3 separate regions of the Pan troglodytes genome follow, and all the other regions are linked to region 1. Evidence: chromatin contacts called from public Hi-C and HiChIP or PLAC-seq data. All regions are on one chromosome and are shown on one strand. Each heading gives the region's core, a stretch centred on a gene start, on an enhancer-like site or on the middle of the called end of the contact. The rest is flanking DNA. Distances are from core to core; before and after follow the strand shown. Region 1 holds the start of NUDT4 (nudix hydrolase 4). Region 2 holds the start of EEA1 (early endosome antigen 1). Region 3 has its middle 59 kb from the start of EEA1.

Region 1 (2,536 bases), core at 11-2,510:
ACACTGGCCTTTTCTTTCATTTCTGAGAACTCTCCTCACTCCCTCCCACTTTGGGCTCTGCAGAAATCCCAGTTCCCTTTGCCTTGAAAGCTCTTGGTCAATTTAGCTCCTCCTCCTTCAGCCCTCAGCTCCTGCCTTGCTGCCCCAATAACCTTTTTCTGACTGCAGATCTGGTCAAATCTTTGTCTGAAACCTTAGAGCCCATTACATTTGTAGTTTTACGTGTACACGTGTGATCATTTAATATTTGACGGTTTGCTCTCAGGTGCCTACGCTCCTGGAGAGGCAGGGGCTGACTGGTTTTGTTAGATGCCAGTGCCTGACACACAATAGGCCCTCAAGGGGTGAAAAACCAACCAACCAAGTCAGGACCCAAGCAACCTGGGCCTCTGTGGAAGGGCAGAATGGCCTGAGTTTGGGTTTCTCGAGCTACCTCAAGATCAGGCCTCCTGGCTCCTATCTTAGCCCTTCTAACACTCTGAAGTGTAGAGGTTGTTTGTTCCAAGTCCCCAAGGTACTGTAAGCTCCCAGATAGCAGAAATCCCATTATATTTTAGTGCTGGGGCCCCAGCATCCAGCTGTGCTGTTACTTAGCATGAGATCCACATGAAAACCATTTCGCAACTATTAGCCATTGCCAGTATTAATACTTTCCGGAAGGTGGCACAAAGTGGGGGATGTTACAGACAGCTTCAAAGAAATGTTTAAGCTAGAGTTGACTCTTTAAAAAATACAAGCCATCCCCAACCAAAGATTAAAAATTTAAATACAAAAAAAAAAAAAAGGAAATTTGCCTACCCCCCATTTGTGAAAACAAAGAAAAAAAAAAAAAAACACTTAACGTCTTAACTTTTCTAGGCCTTCACTCTCGCCTCTCCCCGCGCTACACGGGCGAACTCTGGACGTATCTACACAGTCACCGCGGAGTCTGCAATCGCCGCGACGTCCCCTGGCATTTCTTGGCCAGGCTGCAACTTTGGTGACGGTGTATGTAGTTACATCCCCTGTAGTGCAGCTGGTATTTAGGGTCCTCATTGGCAAAGTTGAGGGTATAAGCAGGGAGGGAGGGGACCTTGGCTTCTTTCCATTCACTGGCACGTTTTCGGGGCACGGTCATCCCACGCTGGGCTCCAGCGCCAGTCCCAAGGCCTCGCCGAACTCCAGCCCGGGAGTGCGCGCGGCCCCGCCCACCAGGCGGCCGAGGTCCCGCCCCTACCTCCCCCGCCGCACCTACCCACCCACCCCATTGCAACGGTCTCTGCACGCAGGCGCAGTGGCGCGCGGGGGAGGCGGGGCGCGTGTGGGCTTCACTTAAACAGAGCAGAGGGGGCGGCGCGCGGTCGCCGCGGTGCTGCTGCTCAGTGGGAGCGGGTCTTCGCAACTGTCTACGCGTGGCGCGCGCCTCTAGCCGCCCTTCCCCTGGCGGCTACGGCCGGAGGGAGCGGAGGCGAGCGGGAGTCGGGCTCCATGGAGAGCGGCGGACAACTGGGCAGAGGCGGAGCTTTCATCTCGGCACCCTGGTTCCAGTGACCCGCGCTAGCGTCCCGTCCCGCCCGCGTCGGAGCGGCCGCCGGCCCCGGGACTGACCGGCCTCGCCGCACCTCCCGCACCGAGTAGCGCTCCCGGGCGCCCCTGCGCCCGACTCGCCCTCGCCCCCACTCCCCGGCGGGGTGGCGGCGGCCGGGCCCCCACGGCGGCGGCCGGAGCAGCAGCAGCAGCAGGAGCCCGCCTCTATGATGAAGTTCAAGCCCAACCAGACGCGGACCTACGACCGCGAGGGCTTCAAGAAGCGGGCGGCGTGCCTGTGCTTCCGGAGCGAGCAGGAGGACGAGGTAGGGCGCCCGGCGCCGCACGCTGCCCTCCGGGGCGCCGGGGTCTAGGGCCCGGGTGCTTCCCCTCGCTCCCCGCCCCTGCGCAGGCTGCGGGGCTGGGAGGGATTAGCCCTCTTCCTCCCTCCCTCCTTTCCTCCCTCACTCCTTTCCTCCCTCACTTCTTCCTTCCTTTCTCTGGGCTGATAGATGAGACAAAGGGGGCTCGCCCAGCCCCAGTTTCTCCATCTGGGCACTCGAGAAGGCTCCTGGTCCCCGGGAAGGTCCCGGGCCGTGTAAGTCTCGCCTAGCGGGAGTCACCATCTTAACGTGCGAATTGAGTTGAAAGCCGGATAAACCTCGAGTGCTCAGCGAGAGGAGGGTGGAAATGGCGTGAGTGTTGCAGCAGAGCCCTTGTGCCTCTTTTACATATTTTCCTTCCATGTTACAGCCGTTTGCGGTCTCGGATTCGATCTAAGCATGTTTGTGGAGTAACAGACAGTCCTCGTGCTTGGAATTGAGTGTAGTCTTGGTAATTCTTGTGGGTCCATGAACCCGCAAGCTGTTGGCATAATTATGCCTCATTTTTAAAACGGCCTTCCCTTCTTAAAGTTTTCTGACTGCAGAAAAATGGTTAGTGAAAAATGTGGAATAATGCCAAAAGGGAGACGATGGACTAGAGATGGGCAAAGCTGCCATTTTCAGACAGTAATCTCCAGCTCTCAGCT
Region 2 (2,536 bases), core at 15-2,514, 460 kb before region 1:
TTTTCAATCATTTACATTTTGTTACACCCTATCAGCCTCAAAAAGAAAAGAAAAAAGCTATACCAAAAAAAAACAAATTTAAGTTGACAGGTACAATAACTCTTATAGGAAAAGAGATGTGAATTATGTTATTCTAGTAACTGATTCTTAAATGATACACCTACAGTTTTCTAATGCTCTAATCTTTCTATCCTCAAGGTTTTCCAGATTTCAGAGACAGCACAGGCAGAAACTAAGTGTATACCACTTGATCAAGCTTACTGCGGATTTATTCTTGGATAGCTAAAATAAGGTAGTGGGGCTTGGACAGAAAACATATTTTTAATTAAAAAAAAGTTTCCAACAGTGAGTAACATCTTCCTTCTCGGCTGACTTTGCCAGTGTCAGTCCCACGCCTGGGCCCAGGCTAGGCCGGGGCTCACCACACCACCCTCCACTGTGGTCCAAAGGAGAAAGCAGGGCCGTGTGTGGCAGGTGCGCGTCGTGTCAAATTGGGGGGCACGGGGAGTGCGGCGGGTGGGGAAAGGCGAAGCAAGCTGCCCGAATCTCCCATGGGGCGTTCTCCAGCCCGGCAGGCGGCGGCTGGCCCGTCCCACGGGCACCAACTCTCCATTTTCACTCCCACTCAGGGTTCCCGGGAGGAACGCGCCGGCACCACACCCTCCAGCTCGCAGCCCGCTCGCACACACGGAGCCCCGCGCCGGAGCGGGCGCCAGGCCTGGACGCGCGGAGCCACCAGGGCTCTGCCTGCCGCCCCGCCGCGCCGGCCCCACCCGCCCTCCCCGCCCCCGGGCCGGGCGACCGAGGCCTAAGCGCCTGCCGGGCTGTGGGGCCTAGGGAAGGAAGGAGCCCGCGCTGAGGAGGGGCGCCCGCGCCGCGGCCCCGAGCTCCGGCTGTCCCGCTCACGTGCTGCGGGAAAGACGGTTTCACTCTCTTACCCTCTGTAAAATCCTCCTTAACATGGTTTAACCACCACCCGGCGCCGCCGCGGTGACTCTCCAGACCCTGCGCGGGGCCACTCACTACTCGGGGTGCGCGGGCGGGAGGGACTGGGCCGGGAGGGGACCGGGAAGGAGGTCGGGGCGAGGCGGTGGCGACGGCCGCTCGGGCGGCCCCGACTTCCCCACAGGCGACGAGAGGGAGCACGCGAGAGAGAGCGAGCGAACGACTAGGCAGCCTGCGAGCGCCTCCAGCCCGCCCGCCGGGCAGCCCCCGTAACTGACAGATGGGCGGGCCCGCCCGCGGCCGCCGGGGGGCGGGGCGGTGGCGGGCCCGCCCCTCGCCTGTCCATTCGCGGGAGGCGGGGCTGAAGGGGGCCGGTCCAGGCCAGCGACCAATCGGAAGCGGTGGCAACGTGGGCGGCTGCGTGACAGACAGGCGGCAGGACGCTGTCGCCGCAGCTTCTTCCGGCTAGCTGGGGGACGCCGAGGCTGCGGAGTGCACGCCTGGGCTCCGTCAGAGGGCCGCGCCCGCGCGACGACCGCGTGCCCGCTAGTGGGAGGCGGGCGAGGACCCCTGGGGGTGTCCCTCCCTGACCCAGGCGGGAGGAGGGGACGCCTTAGGCTGTTTTGTAAAATGTGTCGGTGTGACCCTTCCGGCGATTGCTCCTGACTCGACGTGGTATTGAGCCTGAGCTATATGCTAGTTTCTGCTGGAAACGCTGACTCTGCCTCTTAGCCCCTGGGTTGAAGCCGACTAGAGAATCTCAGACGTGCTTAACCGGTCTGTTGGGCTTCCCTGCCCTTTTCCAGTCCCAGGTTTTCTTTCCCTGCTCCCTTCCTGCTTCTAATTTCAGCCAAAGAGAAAGCAAAGATTTAGAAAAGAAGGGTAGGAAGAAGCTGGAATTTGAATTGGCAAGAGAAGTTTGAGGTTGTCTTTTCTAGATCAAAACAATTTTTAATAGGCTGATGTTCACATGTTGCACTTTCTAAAGCCCGTGCTTGACCTCCTAAGGAATTTTAAGTCCTATTCTGATAATCGATTTATGAAGTAAATTGTCATTAACGCCTCTGTTTTATAGATTAAGAAGAAAATGAGGTCACAGATAAATATCGTGCCAAAACGACGTGGACTTTGAACTGACCTCCAGGCACGATGTCATTATTTAACTCGAGAAATCACAGCTTCTGCGTCCTACCATTCTGCCAATATTCACAGCCAAGAGGCTCAACTTAACACCCTGGTAGAAAAAGAGAAGCCTTTAATATTGCTTGAATAGGGAAGGAGAGGGAATAATGGAACTAACCTTGCTGGGAGGGAAAAAAAAAAAAAAAGAAAAAACCAACAGACCACTGAATGAAGCCTATGAAGCAATGAATGGAGTGCTTTTTGGAAAGCACTTCCAGATCTTTTGAAAAGCAGCACAAAATTAAATATTATTTGCAAATCAGTTAATGAATAGGAAAATGTTTTGTAAAGTATAATGCATTATATAATGTAATATGATATTTCTATCCCAAATATATTTGGGTTTTTATTATGTGTGTGTGTGTCTCTCGATGGTGCAGCAGCACAGTCATGCCTACAGCTAATATAT
Region 3 (2,536 bases), core at 17-2,516, 400 kb before region 1:
CCTGGCCTTAAGTGATCCTCCCACCTCGTAATCTACTTTTTGGGGACTAATGAGGTGTAGCCAAAATACAACATGTGGGAGGCAGTAAATGTAGAGATTAGGAGTAGATTTGGCAAGCCAGACTGCTGTGGTCACACCCCAGCACAGAATTTATGAATCCGGCTCCTCTCCATTCAAATCTCTGCTAAAAATCACCTCCTTCTGGAGGCCCACCATGACTATTCTATTTAATACAGCTTACCCCACTGCCCTATCACTCTCTACACCATTCTCATTTTATTATGCTCAGAGTATCTATTATTCTCTGAAGAAGCATCTCTTAAAAATCTAGCTGGTAATCTTCTTTCCTTATTAGAATGTAAGCTCCATGAGAGCAGGGATCTCTCTGTATCAGAATCTGTATTGTGCTTGGTAGGTAGTTGACTCAATAAACATTTCTGAGTGAATGAATATATTATACGGAAATTGAAGAATACAAGCTTCTCCACATAAGCACGTGGCAGAAAAGACAAAAAGAGAGGTAGAGAAAAAGACTCTCTTTTTATTTAAGCTTCCCTCCCCTGTTGAAATCCACTACTCCAAAAAAGGGAGACACTGACCAAAACAGAAACAAAAGAAACTAATTTTTGGTTTTTATGCTTCCTGATAATTTAAGGGATTTTCATAGATAGGTTTGACAAATGCAATTTTTTTGCCTTAGGCACTGGCACTAGAAACTATTAATAAACAAGATTGGCCTACAGAGGGTGCTAGTTCACTTCAAAAAAGTAAAAGAAGTGCATGTGCTTTTCCACTGGGTCTGGGAAAGAGTTTACAAAACAAGCAGAGACACAGCTTAGTAACAACTAATGAAACGTCTAAATTGCCACATTTTGCTTCATAATCAAAGTTTAGGAAAAAAAGGAGGAATCTGTGAAAGTGCCAGAGGCATTCAAAGACGTCCCCTGAGGAAAAGAATTGGCATCATTTTTCAAATGCAAAGAGAAGCCAAGCTAAGAGAAGCATCCATTTAAAAAGTTTTTTTAGTTCTTATTTTTGATAGAGAAGGGGTATCACTATGTTGACTGGCCTGATTTTGAACTCTGAGGCTCAAGGGATCCTCTGCCCCTCAGAGTGCTTGGATTGCAGGTGTGAGCTACCAAGAGAGGCATCCAGAAGTTGAAAAGACTGAATCTGTTGTGAAACAGAAGACCCAGGTCGGGGGAAGTTAAGTTGCCAGCCCTGGAGGGAGGAGAGGTGACAGGCCTCTGCCACATTCCACCCCCACTTCATGCTGGGACATGGGGACCTGGAGACCTAGTGTGAGATGCCTGTAGACTCTGTAACTGGAGGAGTGTTCTGACAGCTGTGTTTCCTGAAACTGAGTCTTGGTTTCAGAGTTCAGCAAGGGATATGCATGGTGGTGGTAGCGTTGGGACAGAAGCGGGGCACTACTTGAGAGTTTTGAAATATGTAATTTGTCACAGCAAGCACAAGGGCAAGTGAGCCTGGCAGGAGGGAGGAGCCTCTTCAAAGTCTGGATCTGCAAAAAAAAATCTTCAGAAGAGGAAATGAAACAAACAAGCGAGTTCTTAAAAAAGCTTTTGAGCTCTCTAAATGAGCAATAGTTGAGGCAGCTTTGATAGTCCAAAGCTAACCTCAAGGCTGGGATTCTTTTATTTATTTATTTATTTATTATTTTGTAGAGATGGGAAGGGGAGGGGTCTCACTATGTTGCCCAGCCTTGTCTTAAACTCCTGGCCTCAGGCAATCCTCCAGCCTTGGCCTCCCAAAGTGTTGGAATTACAGGCATGAGCCACTGTGCCAGGAAAAGGTTAAGATTCCTTTTTTTTTTTTTTTTTAACTTCAAGGCTGAGATTCTTAATCCTAGTACTCTAGACGTCATATTCCAGTGATCAGATGCAGAATCCATAAGTGCTCTGACAGGTCTTATCATTATGTGTGGTGTTTTCACTTAGTGAGTGCCCTTGTTTTGTCAGTTCAAGGTGGCTTGCTTAGTTACTTTATTGTAATGTTCAATGGCTAAACTTTAAACAAAAATCAATAAAGGGCAAGGAATGAGTTTGCAAAAACTATCAGCCACTTCCCTCAATTTAATTGTAAAATCAATCAAATCTGTTTTTTGGCACAGTGCAAGGAAAACATCTATTTGTCCAATAAACTGTCTCATTGATTAAATGGTTCATTTGGAAGAGATAACAAAAGTCTAAGATTTTAATCTCAAGGAAAAATGTATCTTGCAAACATGTTTTCAAGATCCTGAGATCATATTATTTTCCTTTAAGGATTTGCTTCATCCCAGGTGTTCATCTAATCCTACTTTTGCTATTTTTAATCATTATTCATCTATGTAAAATGGAAAATCTATTTAGATGCTTAAAAGTCAACGTAAGCTCACAAACCTGAATTTCAGCAACTAAAAAGGGAGAAGTAATAATGATTCAGTTCTTACTGGGAGCTACTTTATACACTATTTTATTTGGACCTCATAACAACTATATGAGAGAGAACTGTGCACTCTCTGCCAGGGGTTAGG

Evidence for each region. A called contact is a pair of places that touch in the nucleus more often than the background predicts. HiChIP or PLAC-seq counts read pairs in DNA pulled down with a chosen protein or histone mark.
Region 2: a contact with region 1 is called in an H3K4me3 HiChIP or PLAC-seq map of stem cell-derived excitatory neurons, with 6 times the contacts expected there. The contact joins the promoter of EEA1 here to the promoter of NUDT4 in region 1. A contact is called at or near these places in 1 of 7 Hi-C or Micro-C datasets (stem cell-derived neural progenitor cells) and 1 of 1 datasets of contacts at active chromatin or transcription factors (stem cell-derived excitatory neurons).
Region 3: a Hi-C map of stem cell-derived neural progenitor cells shows a contact between it and region 1, with 4 times the contacts expected there. The contact joins the enhancer-like site here to the promoter of NUDT4 in region 1. A contact is called at or near these places in 3 of 7 Hi-C or Micro-C datasets (induced pluripotent stem cells, a lymphoblastoid cell line and stem cell-derived neural progenitor cells) and 1 of 1 datasets of contacts at active chromatin or transcription factors (stem cell-derived excitatory neurons).

The regions. Positions count from the first base shown.
Region 1 is chr10:100,212,810-100,215,345 of NHGRI_mPanTro3-v2.0_pri, forward strand. It overlaps NUDT4 (nudix hydrolase 4), which reads left to right and starts at 1,261. Exons shown (of 5, transcript XM_001136251.7): 1 at 1,261-1,832. The coding sequence starts at 1,734. LOC134807501 (a long non-coding RNA gene) reads right to left here and starts at 952. Exons shown (of 3, transcript XR_010148119.1): 1 at 851-952.
Region 2 is chr10:99,756,027-99,758,562 of NHGRI_mPanTro3-v2.0_pri, forward strand. EEA1 (early endosome antigen 1) reads right to left here and starts at 1,265. Exons shown (of 29, transcript XM_522610.9): 1 at 939-1,265. The coding sequence starts at 962.
Region 3 is chr10:99,814,700-99,817,235 of NHGRI_mPanTro3-v2.0_pri, forward strand. No RefSeq gene overlaps it. Among named protein-coding and RNA genes, the nearest start is that of EEA1, 59 kb to the left of the region's middle. Within about 2 kb of position 1,267, at least 6 of the 24 cell types and tissues checked have an H3K27ac peak or open chromatin away from gene starts, as enhancers often do. A contact at or near this core is called in induced pluripotent stem cells, a lymphoblastoid cell line and stem cell-derived neural progenitor cells, where this site is marked.